6 separate regions of the Sus scrofa genome follow, and all the other regions are linked to region 1. The links are chromatin contacts, called in public Hi-C, HiChIP or PLAC-seq and promoter capture Hi-C maps. All regions are on one chromosome and are shown on one strand. Each heading gives the region's core, a stretch centred on a gene start, on an enhancer-like site or on the middle of the called end of the contact. The rest is flanking DNA. Distances are from core to core; before and after follow the strand shown.

Region 1 (2,877 bases), core at 191-2,690:
TCCAAGGAATAAGAATGATGTCCCTTTAAAAATAGGCTATGGATTGTTATTGCATAGTTTTGTCTACTAATCACCTAATGCCCATCCCTCACCCAAAGCTGGAGATTTCATACATCAAAAGAAATCAAAGAAATTAAACGACACAAAAACCTTGGTTTCCTCGTCTACTCATACATATACCCCTACATGTAAAAGAGGTGAACCTGTGCGCCTCTCTTAGCGACAAAAAAAACCTTCCTAACCTCTTTTACTTATGTGAAACCGGGTTCTGCTCCGCGACCTCTTCCTGGATCTCTCCCTCCAGGTGCTCTGTTCTTTCGGATACACCACAGGGTAAAAGACCTAGTGCTATCGCCTGCGCGTGATCAAAGAGGCCCTTCTGTAATACGACCTTTCCTGAGAGAGGTACCTCCAGCAGAATAGCGAGCGGCGCCTGTAATTTCTCTTCTGGCGCCTTCAGGAACGAGACTGTGACTTGCCTCTTCTCCGGAGCGGGCTATGACTCTTGTACCACCATCGACTCCACCGAGACGCTGGAATGCGACCGAGAGCTTCTTGGAAGGGACGATCCCAGCCACAAGTCATTCTCTTAGCTGACACCATTGCCTCCGGCTGTGAAAAGGGTCACTTCTTCAGAATCCAGATTATCTCCTAAACATTGGTTCTCAAGCCGGTCGCTTTTCCCCAGGGGCGAGTGTTTGGCAGTCTGGAGACATTTTTGGTTGTTATAAGTGGAGGAAAGCGGGTGATGCAGATTAATCATGCTACAGCAGCACGGGACAGAGGCCCTCCCCCCCGAATTGTCTGGTCCCAAACGTCAGTAATACCTAGGCTCAGAAACCCTACCTTCAAGCAAACTGAAAAAAACGTCAACTCCTAGAAGTGGGTCACCGCGCCGGGACGCACCTGGGTCTCCCAAGTAGCAGGCTAGCAGAACTCGGCGTTACCCGCCTTCCGGGAACCGCCCCTTATAGATGCAAAGTTTCCGCGAGGGCGGGGGCGGCTCTGAGAAAAATTTTAAACAAGACTTAAAAACCGGATTAGAGCTGTTGGGCCAGATCTACCTTCTGCACCGCACCTGAGACAACTACGGAACGGGCTCCAGCACTAGAAGAATAATCACCTCTCTGAAGACTGGATATAAAGCCCAAGCAAACGCCTTCTTTTGAAAGCAAAGAGCAACTTCTCACACCTACCCTTGAAAGCTGCACGCAACTACCATTTCCGACATCCAGCTGTGGACAGAGCGCAGCGGATAGGCCCTAGAGCTGGCGCGTTCCGAGCATGCGCAGAGACACCGGCGTGGTGGGCGTGGCTCTCTGGCTCTTTCTGAGCCCATCTTCCTTCCTTCCCAGGCCTCTTCCTACGCCCGGAGCCGCATGCGCATTCCTGCCCCGGGGGCGGTGCTGTTCGATCCGGGTATCCGGCGGCCTGTGGCTGTTTTGCTTTCTTGGCTGGAACTGGGGAAGTGGGGCAACCCCGCGCGGGGCAACACCGGGTTCCGGACCGACTGCACGGGCGGGGCTGGACGTAAGTGCCAGGCGGGAGTGGGGGAAAGAGAGGCACTGCCGCAGGCCGGATGAAGTGCGGACCCGGGACTGTCTGCCCGGCCGATGCTGACCAGGTCGTTGCGTCCCACCCTCTGGGAAGCTGTAGGCTCAGGCTGTGCCTTCCTGGACCCTTCCTGGCCACTTCCTGCCCACCCGTGTCCCACCCGCGGCGGGAGGGGGCGACCGTGCCTTCCCCGAGGACGTCACAGGATCCCTGAAAATCACCATGCCCCCCTTTAGGGCGAACTGACACTCCGGAAGGGAGTGTAAGCCTGCGGGTTCACTCAGCGAGGGAGGGGGCCGAGCTAGAACTAGTTCCCGCTTCTTCCCAGTCCCAGTCCACTCTACACCTGAAATCCCCAGAGCCTGGAGGGCGGAGTTTGGGCCTGAGTGTGCGGGTAATTAACCGTAGACAAATGGTTTGGGGCGGGGTCACTGGAGTGAACCGAAAATAACATACTGATTGCTTTTCCTCCCAGGGAGGAATAAAAAGAGTGAATTTTCAACATTGGACTTGTCTTAAAGGCATATTAACACTAGTTATAATCACGGTTTTTAATATTTAATTTTTATAGTGTCTAATTTTTATATTTATTTATTTTTGTCTTTTCTTGGGCCGCTCCCAAAACATATGGAGGTTCCCAGGCTAGGGGGTCTAATTGGAGCTGTAACCGCCAGCCTACACCACAGCCACAGCAATGTAGGATCCGAGCAGTGTCTGTGACCTACACCACAGCTCATGGCAACACCGGATCATTAACCCACTGAGCGAGGCCAGGGATCGAACCTGCAACCTCATGGTTCCTAGTCCGATTCATTAACCACTGAGCCACAACGGAACTCCAATATAGTGTCTAATTTTTAAAAGGGAGGCTCCAGCTGGATTCATTGCTCTTTTTTAGGATGTGTTTTTGGGCAACCATGATTGCTGGCTACAGATTAGCTTCACGGACGGTTAAAATTAGCTGCGGGAGTTTGGGTGTTTGATTATTCTTACTATTTTTGGTCTTTTTAGGGCTGTGCCCTTGGCATACGGAAGTTCCCAGGGTTGGTTATTGCTGCACCTCCGCGGGAGCTCCAGTTGGCTTGATTATTAACAAGTTAGACTTAATGCAAACTTTTTCATATTCTGAAATAGTGATAATATGGATATGTCTCAGACCAGGTCTGTATAGCCCAGTTCAAAGGAATGTTTTATGTAGTTGTTATCCGTGGAAATTTATGATAATTTAGCAGTGGATTTTCTTTTTTTTTTATCTGAATTAATATTGACTTAAATTTTGTGCTTTCATTTGACTTGAAAACATCTTAGAATCAGAGATGCTTA
Region 2 (2,877 bases), core at 128-2,627, 460 kb before region 1:
GACAAGTGCTATGCCTCGAGGATGTGGGAGATAAACCTAATGTCTGGCCATCTCAGGACTCGGCATTCAACTTAAACCTGGGAAGTGGGCGTGGGGGGGTGAGGGTGGGGTGGGGTAGTAGCTGGGTCATGTTTGAGGGAAATTCAGAAGAGGGAACAAACAAATAACTTTTCAGAGGGGGTGACATTTGCCTCAGGCATTCAAGGGTAGCAAACCCAGAGCCAGCGCCTACCTCCTACCTGGCTCAAGGTATCACAGCCCTTGCCCTCGGGGGCTTCAAACCCTAGTATGGTTTTTCCAGTTTGAGGACGACCTACATCAAAATGTCCCAGGGCTTTCTTTCTTTTTTTTTTTCCTTGTCTTTTTGAGGGCGGCCCCCATCGCATATGGAGGTTCCGGGGCTAGTGGTCTAATTGCAACTGTGGCTGCCGACCCACACCACATCCACAGCAACACCAGATCTCAACTGCGTCTGCAATCTGCATCGCAGCTCACGGCAATGCCGGATCCTTAACGTGCTGAGCAAGGCCAGGGATTGAACCCTCAACCTCATGGTTCCTGGTTTTCCTGGTCAGATTCATTTCCGCTGCCCCACAACGGCAACTCCTCCCAGGGCTTGTTAAAATGTGAATTCCTCTCTTCCCCATAGGAGGAGACTCAGAGAACTGGGTAAAGCAGGGTTGGATGTAGCACCAGGTGATCCTGATGCACATTCAAGTTTGCCACGTGAATACGGAAAGAAATTACGCCAGGAAAGGAGAACCTCATGGACCATGGCTTGGGAATCCTTCGAAACATTCAGCCACTGGAGGATGCAGTTCCAGACTGTAGGCTTTCGGAAGAAGAGGGGGATCCCCGCCGCGCTTATAACCGGGGGCCTGGAACACTGTAAGGCCTCATATATATTTGCTCGTACGCTGGCTCCCAAGACAGAAGTGACAGGAGAGTCAAAGGGAAAAAACAAGTAAGAAGAGAGAGAGAGAAAAAAAAGGTGTTTCTAAGGGGATGACAACTTTCCGAAAAGGGAAAAGGGAGCTCCGCCTAACGGAGTTGAGGAGGCGACCGCTGCGGTCAAGGGCGATGAGTCCTGGGGGCTGCTGCAGGGGGAGGGCGGGAGGCGCCTTCTCGCTTCCCCAGGCCGGCCGAAGGCTGAGGTCACCTGGCAAAGCGCCAGCAGCAGCTGCAAGGACTCGCCAGCGCTTCGGCGGGAGGCGGTGTCAGGCGCTGGTCCCCAGGGGACTTTCCCTCCCGCCCCCTCGGGAGGCGTGGCTCGGAGTCCTGCCCGCCACCCGCCTGAGACTTGGCAATTTTAGGAGCCCTCCAAGGCCACGCCCTCCAGCCTAGGTCCAGCCCCCTAAAGCTGTCGGTCTGCCTCCCCAGCCTAAAGCCAAGCACTCGAGCCCCGGCAGCCCCCTTTCCTCCGAAGAGTCCGGAGAGGCTGGGCTTTTGGCCCCGCCCCAACCGAAGCCCCTCCCCGGGCCACGCCCCACGACTTGAAGAGGCTTGGGCTGCCGCCGCCTCAGAGTCGCGCGCGGGGCGTGGGGCGGTGCGGAGGAGCCGATCCTAAGGCAAGGTTGACGCCGGGACTGTCCAGGGAGGCGCAGCGTGGCGGGAGCCCGAGCCAGAGCAGCCCCAGAGCTGAAGCAGCCGTCGTCGCCGTCCGCGGAGCCCAGCCGAACCGGCCATGGCGTTGTCGATGCCGCTGAACGGATTGAAGGAGGAGGACAAAGAGCCCATCATCGAGCTCTTCGTCAAGGTGAGCGCTCGCCGCCGTCCCGCCCCGCCGAGTGCTCGGCGCCCGCCTGGCCGCGGGGGGCGGCGTCCCCTGCCGCTCCTCAGCCCCGGCGCCCCCGCAGCGCCCCCGCGCGGCGCTCCTCACCGGGAGGGAGGGAATCTCTGCCCCCGCGCCCCCGGCCCATTGTCTTGGGCCCACCCGCCCCTTCCCGCCACGGAGGCCGTCGAGGGAGCCGGGGTGGGACGGGGACCCCAGAAAGCCAGCGCTCCCGGCCGCCGGCAGCGCCTCCAGCGGCGCGGGCCCCGGCGGACGCAGCACCGTCGTCCCGCGTCCGGGTGGGACTAGCTGCCCCCCTCGGCCCCTGGGACCCTGGCGGGGTTGGGCCCTGTCACCACCACCCTCCCTCCGCCACCGCCCGGGCCCGACCCCACCCCACCCCTGAGCTCTCCAAGTTCACCCCCGGCCAGGGGGGCGAAGCCTGGAGCCCGTGGTGAGCTGATGAACTGAACTTTGAACGCTTTCTAGAAGAGCGTTTCACTCTCGGCTGGTAGGAAACCGTAACTTTAATTTTCGGTTCCATCTGAAAAATTTTTTTCTAAAAAGAGCAGGCAGTCCTGCGCCTACGGAAAAGACCGAGATTCCCAACTGAGGTTTTCCTGCCTTAGGTATTTTACCACCATCTGGTTTTCTTGTTTCTCAAGCGCGAAGTGTTTTGTATGATGCAATATTTTGGCTGCTCCCCTCGGTGTTGTTGCCTCGGGAAAGATCGTGTGTGCCCTTTTGTTTTGAAAGAAAAGCTGGTGAGGGAAAGAATTCCGAACTTGCTTGGACTTTAAAGGGTTGATTTTTTTTTTCCCCCTTTGTCTCTTCAGTTTTTATATCCTGGAACTACCATATTTGCTGATAATTACCACCCTTAGCCCTTTCCTATTTTTCTTCAACATTTTTCATTTTACCAAAGGAGAGAGAAGTTATGAACATCTGGATCCAACTGGCTCCCTCAAAACTTCTTTAAAATCCTCGAGATTTTTCTTTCTTGGTCCCTTACTTAAGCAGACTCATGCAGAACTAGGCTCTGAATTGGAGAGTTAAGAGAAATCCAGAACAATTTTTTTTTTCCTTGAATTTTTAAAGGAAAAAAA
Region 3 (2,877 bases), core at 138-2,637, 450 kb after region 1:
GTGCCTGACACATAGTAAGCACTCAATAAATTACATATTGCTATTATGTATACATCTGTTTTCTTCCCCCACAAGACTGTAATAAACTTGAGGAAGAATCCTGCCCTTAGGGTCTGTTTTGAAGCTATTTTTCAAGTGTAAAATGAATATCATTATATCACTACTGTGTAGATGAGTACCAAACAAGGTAATTCATCTGAAATAGCACAATCTCCAGCTTAAAATGCTCAATAAACATGAACTATTATAGCATCCTTTTGCTTTTCTGTAATAACTAACAGAGACTCTTGCATATGTGCCAAACCTGGGTGTAATTTTCAATTCTCCTAGTTGGGTGAACCTGGGTTAATTACCTCACCTGCGTTTCCTTATTCCGCTAAGGGAGATGCTACATATAATACACATTAAATACTTAACACAGTATTTTTGGCACCCAGAGGATGCTCAATAAATATCAGGCCAGCTCCCCTTCCAGTCTCATCTATTTTTTACCCCCTACAGTTTACAAGTTCTGGGCAGGTAAATGGCCGGCAACCTGGCAAGGAGGGACCCACAGGGCAAGAACTAGCCAAGTTTGCATAAGCAGCCAGCCCTCCACACTTCATCCTCAGCTACCGTCCCGTAGGGGCTGTGAGCTCCTAAGGAGTCTGCTCCATTACGCTCTTCCGGGCAAATTTTCCCTCCACCTTCTCCCCTCACCTCGAAACTTCGCTGCCCCAGGGTCTCCACATCCCTCCACGGCCTGCCTGCCTTCCGCCCCCATTTTCTCTTCACTCCTCCCAAACCCTGCTTTTCAACCTTCTTCAGACTCCAATCCCTCTCTCCCCTAAACTTCCAAAGTTGTTCCGACTCGGCCCCCGACTTTACCCCCATCACCTTCTTGTCCCCCCCAAACTCCTCCCTTCTCATGCCTTCGGGGCCCCAAACCCTCCCCACCAACCCCTCTGGCCCCGACACCCCACCTGCGCTTTCCGCCTCTTCAGCGCCGCCGCGTCCAGCCACACGCCGCAGGCCTCCTCCTCCTCCTCCGGGCCTCTCCGCCTCATGGCCGGTGAAGAGAACAAGCCGAAGCAACTCACCGCTGAGTCTCAGGCCGCCTTAGGGAACCACCATAACAGACCCCGCCGAAGTTTAGATCTCGCGCCAACGCTGGGGGTGGAGCAACGGCGCGTCCGCCCGGCGCAGGCACCGCCCCCAGCGTCAGCTCCGCCCCAGCTCAGGCTCCGCCCCTCTCCTAAGCCCAATGGGATGGATACCTTCACTACCACCTCAACAGATCTGATTCGTCGTGAGCCTTTCCAGTTACCAAGGCGCGTTCTTTACGGATTTCTCATTCAAGAGTTGTACTCCGGGAGTTCCCTTCCTGGCTCAGCGGAAACGAATGTGACGAGCATCCGTGAGGACGCAGTCCGATCTCTGGCGTCACTCAGTGGGTTAAAGATCCGGCGTTGCTGTGAGCTGTGGTGTGAGCTGTGGTGTAGGTCGCAGATGCGGCTCGCATCCAGGGTGGCTGTGGCTGTGGCCGGGGCCATAGCTCCGATTTGATCCCTAGACTGGGAACCACCATATGCCTTCGGTCCGGCCCTAAGAAGCACCAAAAAAAAAAAAAGAATTGTATTCTGAAACTGTGCTATATGAACGTGTTCCCGACGTTGCACAAGGAATGCGCGTTTTCTTTTTGCTGAGTTAGTTGCACTTTCTTATAACCATCAGGGCTCAGAGTTTGCCATGTCTCACAGGTGAATCTTCAAGAACATCTCAAAAGGAAGAGGAGGAGCTGAAGCTCTGGTCCTCCAACTCCAAAGCTGGGGTCCTCAAGACTACCCTAAATGGATTACTTTTGTAATTCAAAACAAAAAAAAAGTTTAACTATGAAACCACATGGGAGAGGATTTAGAAAACGTTAAGGAGAATGAAAACTAAAAATTTGGAGTCAGGAACTAGCTTTCAGTCCTGCTTTCACCACTTACTCTATGGCGTTGGATTTTAAAGATTAAGTTTTGTGAAAGTATTTTGTATATTCTGAAAGCTCTTCAGAAATGCAAAAAACGCTGGTAACCCATCCATCCTTCTTTTATCTGTAACCACAATCTCTATAGATGTAATATATATAACAGGTTATTTTAGCAATGGAGTGTTACTTTTTTTTCATCCAGGATTTTTTTTTTTTTTTTTTGCTTTGCTTACCTGTACTTCCTAATTTCCCTCACTGTACATATATTGATCTATATTGCTTGTGTACTGTGGAAATGGCAATAGTGTAAACATTAACATATAACAACATTATAAAAAGTTAACATAAAGATCCTTGATTGAAAGTCCAAAATTGAAATCTTTGTCAAAGTATATATTTAAACACATTCTTTTATTTTTTATTTTTTATTTTTTTGTCTTTTTGTCTTTTTTGTCTTTTGTTGTTGTTGTTGTTGCTGTTTCTTGGGCCGCTCCCGCGGCATATGGAGATTCCCAGGCTGGGGGTTGAATCGGAGCTGTAGCCACCGGCCTACGCCAGAGCCACAGCAACGCAGGATCCGAGCCGCGTCTGCAACCTACACCACAGCTCACGGCAATGCTGGATCATTAACCCACTGAGCAAGGGCAGGGATCGAACCCGCAACCTCATGGTTCCTAGTCGGATTCGTTAACCACTGCGCCACGACGGGAACTCCCACATTCTTTTAATTTGGGGGGGGCACACATGCAGCATATGGAAGTTCCCAGGCTAGGGGTCGAATCAGAGCTACAGCTGCCGGTCTATGCCAGAGCCACAGCAACTTGCGATCCAAGCTGCATCTGCAACCTACATGCCGGATACTTAACCCACTGAGCAAAGCCAGGGATCAAACCTGCATCCTCATAGATACTAGTCGGGTTCAT
Region 4 (2,877 bases), core at 123-2,622, 400 kb after region 1:
AGAAGGATTGGAGTAGAATGGGAAAAGGAAAACCCTTGAGCAGAGATCGAGTCTCAGAGCCAAGTCTTGGCCAGATTGCTGGTGCAGGGCTCTGGAGCATAACCCACACTGCCATCCAAACTGGCCTCTTGTACCCTTTAGTAGTCATTGGCTTATGGGGTAGAGTAACTTCCCAGGTTAGGGCTTCCATTCTCCCTCCTGCAAGGGCAATTTTCTGGAAAATGGGGCAGCTGTGAGCAGCCAGTAGAGTTGCTGGGGGATGATTCACTGGTTGGGTAAAAGGGATCTTCATGAAGAACCAAGATAGCATCTGTCACACCAAGGAAAGGCAACTAGAGCGAATTCGCAAGATCTGCCATTGCCCAGGACAGGAAAGTAATGGTTAAAGCATGTTTGTCATCCTGGAAAGAGGGTTGGAAATGGAAGCCAAATTTCATCATTTAAAATATGGTGGGATCAGGGTGGACACCGTCTCTGACCACGGCCAGCTACAGAGTTTACAGGATCAGTGCAAAATGAAAACGCAGGGCCTTTGTTGAAAAAAAAAAAAAATTGTTGTTAATTTCAAGAGGGCAACAGCAGGCACCAATTAGTCTGAGCGTGAGGCCTGTGTGAATGCACAGCTTCTCTCCCCAAGAAGCCAGTCTGTCTCTGGCAGCTAGGACTTGCAACCAAAGAACTATAGCCTGGAAGCCAAGCACAGCCACGTGTTGAGGTCAGATGAGGACATGTGACCCAGGCCTGGATGTCATGGAGACCAGGACTCTGAGGCTTTGAGCACAAAGAGGGAGTGGGTGAGTGAGTCTGGAAGGAATGTGAGTCTCTTTCCCAAAGCATCTGGTGTCTTGCCAGTCTAGCCATCTGATCATCCAACTCACTGAGTATACCTGTGTGTGTCTTTGTGATATACCTAACTGCTAAAATAGAAGAAAGCTACAAAGCCCTGGAGAGCAGAGTCAGAGGAAGAAAGGCCCATTCTTGCCGCAGAGAAGACTGTAGAGGGTCTTGGCTGGGAAGTATGAACTGTGAAGCCACCAGGGCGAGATGGGGCAAAGCAAGCACTAAATCTGGGGCCTTGGATGCCAGAGGGAGGATTCTGAAGTTTGCACTACAGTTGGGAAGAGCAAACACCGATCAATGTGGGGGCCAAGCAGCAACACAGGCCCTTTCCAGAGGTTGGAGCCGGACTAAGCGTGGAGAGTGGTAAGGAGGGAAAGGAGGCCGAGACCAGCGGGAGATGCGACTGGGCGGACCTCGGGGATCAACTTTCCCCAAGGCTCGGACGGCAGGGGGCGTGGCCTCGGGGCTTGTCTCCGCCCTCGGGATCGGCACGTGCCGCCGCCCCGCCCTCCGCGGCTGGCCTGCCCAGGGCGCGCGGGGCCGCGGCTCGGTGCGCAGCTGCAAGGGATCGCTTCCGGGGGGCGGGTCAGCGGAAGTGAGGGTGGTAGAGGCTGGGCGGCCCGCTACGGTAGGAGGGGCCGTGAGGTGAGAGTCCTGAGCCGGAGGCTGAGGTGAGACTAGGTGCGAGTGCCGCCCCAGAGTGGAAGCGCGGCTTTCCGGGTCCGGCCGTCGCGCAGCCTAATGAATGCCAGGCGCTGTGCGTTCGGTGCCCGCGGCTCCGGTGCCCGCGCCGGTTCTCGCGGCAGCCACTGTTGTCCACCTCACTCGGCAGGGGGGAAACGGAGTCCCCGGAGGCAGTTGCTCGCCGGAGTCACCCAGATGCGCCAGAGGCTGCTCGTTTCGGACGCCCCCTCGCTCCTGCCGGGACCCGGCCCCGGGCCTGTGGGTCCAAGGGCCGCCGGAGCTGCGGCAAGAACTTGGCCGACCTTGGCCTTGTCGGGTCGGGCTGTTGCGGGGGAGGGGAGGCGTGTCCCGGGCGAGGTCCCTGGGGTCGCGCAGAGTGTCGGCGCGGCGGAGACCGGGGATGATGGGACCAGGCCCCGCTCGGGAGGCGCTGCGGCTCCTGCGGGAGGCCGTGTGTAAACACTGGGACGGCAGCCTCGGAAGGGGCTGTGGGGGCGCAGAAGTGGTCGGAGCCGGCCAGCGCGGCCAGCGCGGCCAGCAAGCTGGGGGGTCTTCTAGCCGGGCACTTGGGGTGGGGTGGAGGGTTGAACTCGGCGTTCTCGTCCGTTTCTCGATTGGACAAATGAAATGCTCAAGTGCCTACCGTGTATGGAGCAGGCGCTGTGCCCTGCTGGGAAGTCGTCGCCCTTGGGGCAAACTTCACGGCACACCGTTACCTAGATACTGCTGAAGGACCCCAAAGGAAACGCAGGGTGCCTCGGGGTGACTGTCAGGGAAGGGGAGGCGATGCTTGAGCTGAGCTCCAAGAATGATTAAGGATGAACTTGGTGAAGAGGGTGTTGGTGTTTGAAGCAGAGGGAATAGTGTAGACAAGACCATCGAAGGGCTGAAGGGCCAGTGTGGTTGGAGGGCAAGGGGAAAGCAGGTGTGGCTATGAAGTGTGCGGGGGCCAGAGTGGACAGGCCCTGGAGGATGAATGCGGTGAGTGGGTAGACAGGACAGAGAAGGGTGAAGATGAGGTTGGGCCTGACTGCCGAGGCCCTGCAAGCCATGCTGAGGAGTCTAGATGTTATCCTCTTGGCTCTAGCAAGCACAGTGGGTTTTAAGCATGACAGGAACATGATTAGCCAGGAGTTCTAGAAAGATGCCTCTGGCTGTTATGTGAGGGTTAGGTCCAACTGAGTTTGGAGGTGAGTTTGGAGAAGTGGCTGCATGACTAAAGTGAGAAACACAGGGAAGCACTGTTGTGTGGAACTTGTGGCAGGCACTGACTTTCAGCCCAGAGCCTGGAATACGGATGACTTTGATAAAAGGCTTGCACTTAGCTGAGAAAGATGAAGCCCATGTAGGAGG
Region 5 (2,877 bases), core at 133-2,632, 390 kb after region 1:
AAGTTCAGCACCAAGTGGGTGCTCAGCACCTGTGAAATCCCTCCTCCAACATCCCGCACTTATTGGGTGCACAGGCCCTGGGGCAGGCAGTGATCTCCAAGGACAGCACCCGGGCTCTCCCGGTCTCCTGGGCTCCGGGTACTTGTCTAGAAGCTTTGGCCTCTGCTGCCCTCTGGTGGCAAAGTGCCAGCCGGGCTCTCCCGGTCTCCTGGGCTCCGGGTACTTGTCTAGAAGCTTTGGCCTCTGCTGCCCTCTGGTGGCAAAGTGCAGGCAGAGCCATCTCTGAGCTCCGTGGGGCTTTGATATAACAACGGAAGAGGCCCAGGGGAACCAAGGAACTTAACAGATTTGAAAGTGCTTCCTGGGCGTTCCCATCGCGGCCCGACGAGTATCCATGAGGACGTCGGTTCGATCCCTGGCCTCGCTCAGTGGGTTAAGGACCCGGCGTTGCCATGAGCCTATGGCGTAAGTCGCAAACACAGCTCAGATCCCGCGTTGCTGCGGCAGTGGTGTAGGCCTGATAGCTGTAGCTCCCATTCGACCCGTGGCCTGGGAACCTCCATATGCCATGGGAGTAGCCCTAAAAATTGAAAAAGAAATTACGTCATTAAACTTCACTTGCCTCTATCCTCAAGGTAGTCCTCCACGTGTTGTCCTCCAGAAAAACCACTGCGGTGGCAACTCACAGCCAGCCTTGCTTGGTGCCCAGGGACTGCCACCCCAGCCAACCCGGGTATTTCCTCTTCACCACAACCCACGGAAGAGCCTGAATCCTCCTTATAGGTGAGGAAATTTTAGTCCCACAGGTGAGGGTTCAGGGCTACAGGTAGCTCCCATCCTGATGAATTTACAGGAGTGCCCTTCCAGGTGGACCATGAAAAGGATAGCGAGGGTTGGACCTGGTGGTTTTTCTGGTTTGGGATGACTGAGGACATTTTAGAAGGCAGGTGGAATAAGGGTGGAAGCTAGATTCCTGGAAGCTGCTGGAGGACCTAAGTGCCCTCCGCTGGGTCCCTCACATCTGCCTACAGAGCTGGACAGAGAGCTGACAAAGCTTCAGATGTGCGGTCCTCCCCACCCCGCCCAGCCCAGCCCCTTCCTTCTCCCAGGCCTCGGCCTGGCACTTCCAGGCCGGATGGGACGCGGAGGCCCGGTTTCTTTGTGGAAGATTAAATGCCAGAAGAAGGCACCGAATGGCAGGAATGGGTCCCGGTGCCCGGTTACTGACCAGCGCGCCCATGGACGCCGCGCCCCCGGTTGCCCCGCCCCCGGCTGCCCCGCCCCGGCCCGCGGGGTCCCCCGGCCCCGCCCCCGGCCCGCCCGCGCCCGCGCCGCCGCCCGTCCGCGTTCCCGGCCGCCCGGAGCGTCCGCGAGTCGCCGACATGGGCCGGGCCCGGCCGGGCGAGCGCGGGCCGCCCAGCCCCGGCCCCGCCGAGCCGCCCGCTCCCCCGCCGCGCCGCGGCCGCATCCTGGCGCTGCTCGGAGCGCTGTTCGCCGCCGCCGCGGCCGCCGCCGCCGCGCGGGCCTTCGCCCGCCACTCCGAGGCCCAGGCGCCGCGCGGCAGGTCCGGGCCGCGGGGAGGGCGCGGCGGCCGGGAGAGTCGGGTGGGCTTGGGAGGGGCTGGGCTCTGAGGGGCCGGGCCGGGTGGGGGACCAGGCGAGGTCGGGGATGGAAGGGCGCCCCGACCCGAGGGGACGGGGCCTTAGGGCTGGGAGGGCTGCATGGAAGGGCTAAGAAAACGGGGTTGGGGGGGCGGGCAGACTTGGAAGGACTGATGGGGGAGGTGGAAGGACTGGCCAGCGTGCAGCAGGGGCTGGGACAGGCTTCAGGGGAACAGTATATGTGGGTGACTGGGACAGTGGACCGCAGACAAAGCTCATAGAAGCAGGGACTGGAGCCTCTGGATGGGTCCAGGGAGCGCTGGGACAGTGGGCAGGGGAGTCAGACGAGGACAATGGGTGGACCAGAGGGTGATGGGGGATGGGTCCAGATAGAAAGGGATCACCAGAGTGGATACTGGATGAGGGCAGGGAGTGAAGCAAAGGGACCAGGAGGGGTGGGAAGGGGACTGGGGTTCTGGGGTGCACAGAGGTGGTGTTTGGACACACGAACTGGGAGGTGGGCTGAGGGAACTCAGGAAGATGGTGGCAGGAGCTGCTCCTTGCATGCTTTTGGGATATGGGTTGGGAATCCAACTGCTCAGCCCAGCCACCTCCTCCCAAGCAGGATTCAGCACTGAAAGCCCTGGGGACAGAAGGCCTCTTCCTCTTTTCCTCCCTGGACACTGACCAGGACATGTACATCAGCCCTGAGGAGTTCAAGCCCATCGCCGAGAAGCTGACAGGTACCAGGAGAGCCTGGGGACTGGGGAGGAGGAGGCAAGGCCCTGCCCTCTGCTTCTTGCTTGTGTCTGCTCTAAGCAGGGGGGCTGCCTGGAGTCGGGGGGAGGCCTGTGGGGCCTAGCAGCCCTGGGGTCCTCCCATCCCTGACACTTTCTAGCCGGGGTTTGGGCAAGCTGCTTTAACAGACACATGCACATACAACACACACACACACACAAACACACACACACACCCCTGAGCCTGTTCTCCTCGTGTGAATAATAGTAGCTAATATTCCCTGAGCACTTCCTCAGGACCAGACATCACTTTAAGCACCTCCTGGGAGTTAAGCCTCTAATCTGTGCAATGCCCCGTGAGATGAACACTGTCCTGATCCTCATGTTTATAGTTTGGGAGACAAGCCCAGGCTGGAAAAGTGTAGAGCCAGGCTTAGGGACCTCATGTCCTCAGGTCCTGCACCAGCTCATTTGCACATCAGAGAAACTGTCTGCAAATTGACGGCAGTAGATATTCAATAGACAGGAGCTACCACTAT
Region 6 (2,877 bases), core at 261-2,760, 290 kb after region 1:
TGAGGGTTAGAGAAAGCTGATGTGTATAAAACCTGCCCATGTGCTTTAACATCCTTGCCCATAGGCATGCATTAACCATAAGCTGCAGCCATGATTGTTACATTTGTTATAAAATAATTGTGAGAATAATTATATTCCAAGGAAAGAAAAAAATAGTGGCTGTCACACAGTAGGCTCTCAATCAATATTGCCAAATGGATGAATTGCCCCTGAGGTCCCTACCTGCTCTGTTTTCCCTGAAGCCCTTCATCCCGCTCCTGCTGTGCTCTGTCCCGCTCATCCTCTGCAGCTGCCATGACCTCCTCCGTCACAAAGTACATTGGGAATCAGCAGACTGACCCTGAAAGAGCAGCAGTCTTGCTTAGTCAGCGGCTCTGATCCCAGGCATCTTCTCTGTGAAGGAGAGAGGTGCATCTGCGGCTGGAAGCAACGTCCCCCTGCTGCGAGCCAGCTCGGGGTGACCGTGAGGGCCCCAGATTGGATTCTGCCTCTGCCTGGTGAATCCCCAGTAGAACTGCCTGACCAAATCCCTGTTTCCAGAGATGATTTACAGCCTTGGGTGAGCTAAGAGGCAAAATGAGCACGGCACGATTTTTAGATCACAGGCTGCGAATGGTCGGCCTTCGCAGAGAGAAAAATCACCTTTGCCTTGTAAACGGAGCAAATATGATATTGGAGAGGGAATAAATCCAGGCCCCAAGATATCATTTTTACAACTGCGTTTTGGCGTGTGACTTAGCTGTGCCTTCTGTACAGTGTTCATAGTCTCTACGTGTGTGTGCAGGTGCACACACATGCACACACACACACACACACACACTCCAGTCTTCCTGGGTCCTTCTGTAGGTTAGAAAGCCGCTCCGCAGTGTGGCTGTGGGGAGGTACACACTTTGCAGACAGTTTTGAAAACTGTTTTCAAAAGATAAACAGTTTTCCATAGATCTCCATGCTGTTTCCACAGCTCTCTGAATTTGTTTCTGAGTGGCAGCAGTTTTGACTTGGGAGCTATGCCAGGGTTCAGATTCCTGGCGTTTACCAGCTGAATTAAATGGGGCAAGTCAGAAAGTGCTCTGAAGCTCAGTTTACCCACCTATAAAAGAGGGAGGGCAGAGCTAGGTAGCCCCAGTGCAGTGCCCAGCACCTACGAAGCCCTCATAAAGGACTTTTCCTTCCCGGAGGGCAGATACACCCTTCCCAGCCCCTTCCCTGTCTCCTCTTTTATTGGGTGACAGAGCACTGGGACTTCTCTGGCTGAAAATGCCATATCCTCTTTTGTAAGTTTTGTTTTTTGGAGGTTTGTTTTTTCTTTTTTTCTGAAAAACAAAAACAAAACACCAAATATCCATAGCTCTTGGAAGATCAATATCAGGCAATGATGCTCCCTGATTTTGGCAGGCGGTGGTGCACATTCCTGACCCCGGCTTTGAGTTTGTTTTGAGAAAGCGCTGTCATCAGCCCCGGAGGTGGTGATGTTGCAATTCCTTGGGTAGAATGGGTCAGGCTACAGGGCAGCGAGCAAACCTTCCCGGCAGTCACATGTCTTGGGAGCCGGGGCTGCTCCATCCGGAGGCCAGAGGCTGTCAAAGCACAGAGGAAATGGATTAGAAACACCAGTCACAGGCAAATGGCCTTTAGCACCAGGAAGAAAATGGGAGGAAAGTATTAACCCCACGCATGGGAAGGCCAGGCAGGACTGGCAGTTTCTGGTCAGATGCTGCAGCCGGTGGTGGCCTCCCTGTGGCCTTGCGTGACACATCCACGATTCCTCGGCCAGCTTCTAAAGACCAGAATGTCCCTGGAGTGACGCTGGGTGATTAGCAAAGCAGAGCGCTCACCTCTCAGTTGGCCTGCCGACTGCCACGCTCTCATGCTGCTGACCACTCAGGCCGCGCTGCTCTGCACCCTCCTACCAGAAAGATATTTTCCCCCCAAGCGGTTTCTAATTAAGATGCATCTTTGCTGTTTTTTTCTTTCTCTTTTTGTTTAAAAGACTTCCCACCAGCACAGAGCATCATTTATGTCTCTAGAAAATATAGCAGCAGGTTGTTGTGAAAAGAAAACTTGAGGCTTGGAGCCTTGGGTCCCTGCCCCAGCCCGGCACCAGCAGCCACCTGAGCCCGCGACCTCCTCTGGGTCTCGACTCGGCTTCAGTACAAAGAGGTTGGCACCCTGGGCCCTCACTGTCCCCTCTGTGATTCTCAGCTCGTTACTAGGGCTCATTTTTTTTCCCGCCTCTGAGAGGCTATTTGGGCTACGCAGTTTCTGTTGAAATCTGAAATTTTAGTAGCAAGTCTTGTGCCTGTTGGAGAGGAGTGAGTCAGGGTATCTATTCCCAGAGCAAGTTACCGGGGAAGCATGAGATGATTCATATTGAAACTGACATTCCCTCCTGGGGGTGACGTGTTCCTGCCCAATTTCCATAGGCCTTCCCTTCCTTGGAAACAAGGCAGAGCCCGCAGCAGCCAGCCAGCCCTCTTTGCTTCCTTGCATTAATGGCAAGCACTTGCCAGATTTCCCAGCAAACTCAGTAACAAATAGGTCTGCGAATTCACAGAATCTCAGACTGTCCATGCCAGGTGGATTCTTTGAAACCATCTGGTCCAGCATCGAAGGATGGGGAAAGACGCACAGAGGGACAGGGCACTCGGAAGGTCTGACAGCCAGGAATTGAACCCTGGTCCTTTAACTTGAGCCTCTATCTTTTTTTTCCTTTTTAATTATTTTTTTAAAAATTAAGATGTAACTTACAATTTACAGTAAAATGCACAAATCTTAAGTGCATAGCCCAAGGAATTTTACATGTGGATGCACCCCTGTCACCACCCCACAGGTCAAGATAGAGGGCCCTTCTGTTACCCCAGAAGCTCCCCCAGACCC

Evidence for each region. Promoter capture Hi-C pulls out the DNA fragments that hold promoters and counts their contacts. Hi-C and Micro-C count contacts between places; a contact is called where the count stands out from the background. HiChIP or PLAC-seq counts read pairs in DNA pulled down with a chosen protein or histone mark.
Region 2: a contact with region 1 is called in an H3K27ac HiChIP or PLAC-seq map of skeletal muscle, with 4 times the contacts expected there. The contact joins the promoter of CLIC4 here to the promoter of TMEM50A in region 1. A contact is called at or near these places in 1 of 5 promoter capture datasets (fetal liver) and 1 of 2 datasets of contacts at active chromatin or transcription factors (skeletal muscle).
Region 3: a Hi-C map of liver shows a contact between it and region 1, with 5 times the contacts expected there. The contact joins the promoter of AUNIP here to the promoter of TMEM50A in region 1. A contact is called at or near these places in 1 of 5 promoter capture datasets (fetal liver) and 1 of 47 Hi-C or Micro-C datasets (liver).
Region 4: a contact with region 1 is called in a Hi-C map of liver, with 5 times the contacts expected there. The contact joins the promoter of MTFR1L here to the promoter of TMEM50A in region 1. A contact is called at or near these places in 3 of 5 promoter capture datasets (fetal liver, fetal skeletal muscle and liver), 3 of 47 Hi-C or Micro-C datasets (brain, liver and skeletal muscle) and 1 of 2 datasets of contacts at active chromatin or transcription factors (alveolar macrophages).
Region 5: a contact with region 1 is called in a promoter capture Hi-C map of fetal liver, with 4 times the contacts expected there. The contact joins the promoter of SELENON here to the promoter of TMEM50A in region 1. A contact is called at or near these places in 3 of 5 promoter capture datasets (fetal liver, fetal skeletal muscle and liver) and 1 of 2 datasets of contacts at active chromatin or transcription factors (alveolar macrophages).
Region 6: a Hi-C map of liver shows a contact between it and region 1, with 5 times the contacts expected there. The contact joins the enhancer-like site here to the promoter of TMEM50A in region 1. A contact is called at or near these places in 1 of 5 promoter capture datasets (liver) and 1 of 47 Hi-C or Micro-C datasets (liver).

Annotation. Positions count from the first base shown.
Region 1 is chr6:82,860,245-82,863,121 of Sscrofa11.1, forward strand. TMEM50A (transmembrane protein 50A) reads left to right here and starts at 1,441. Exons shown (of 7, transcript NM_001243626.1): 1 at 1,441-1,530. It also overlaps a transcript of RSRP1 not described here.
Region 2 is chr6:82,399,664-82,402,540 of Sscrofa11.1, forward strand. It overlaps CLIC4 (chloride intracellular channel protein 4), which reads left to right and starts at 1,378. Exons shown (of 6, transcript XM_021095589.1): 1 at 1,378-1,756. The coding sequence starts at 1,685.
Region 3 is chr6:83,315,255-83,318,131 of Sscrofa11.1, forward strand. It overlaps AUNIP (aurora kinase A and ninein-interacting protein), which reads right to left and starts at 1,388. Exons shown (of 3, transcript XM_013999063.2): 1 at 963-1,388. The coding sequence starts at 1,046. It also overlaps the pseudogene LOC110261117.
Region 4 is chr6:83,263,979-83,266,855 of Sscrofa11.1, forward strand. MTFR1L (mitochondrial fission regulator 1-like) reads left to right here and starts at 1,373. Exons shown (of 7, transcript XM_021095596.1): 1 at 1,373-1,511.
Region 5 is chr6:83,245,552-83,248,428 of Sscrofa11.1, forward strand. It overlaps SELENON (selenoprotein N), which reads left to right and starts at 1,383. Exons shown (of 13, transcript XM_021095600.1): 1 at 1,383-1,552; 2 at 1,707-1,716; 3 at 2,224-2,344. The coding sequence starts at 1,383.
Region 6 is chr6:83,151,516-83,154,392 of Sscrofa11.1, forward strand. All of the region lies in intron 2 of MAN1C1 (mannosyl-oligosaccharide 1,2-alpha-mannosidase IC), which reads left to right. Among named protein-coding and RNA genes, the nearest start is that of MAN1C1, 63 kb to the left of the region's middle. Within about 2 kb of position 1,511, at least 36 of the 83 cell types and tissues checked have an H3K27ac peak or open chromatin away from gene starts, as enhancers often do. A contact at or near this core is called in liver, where this site is marked.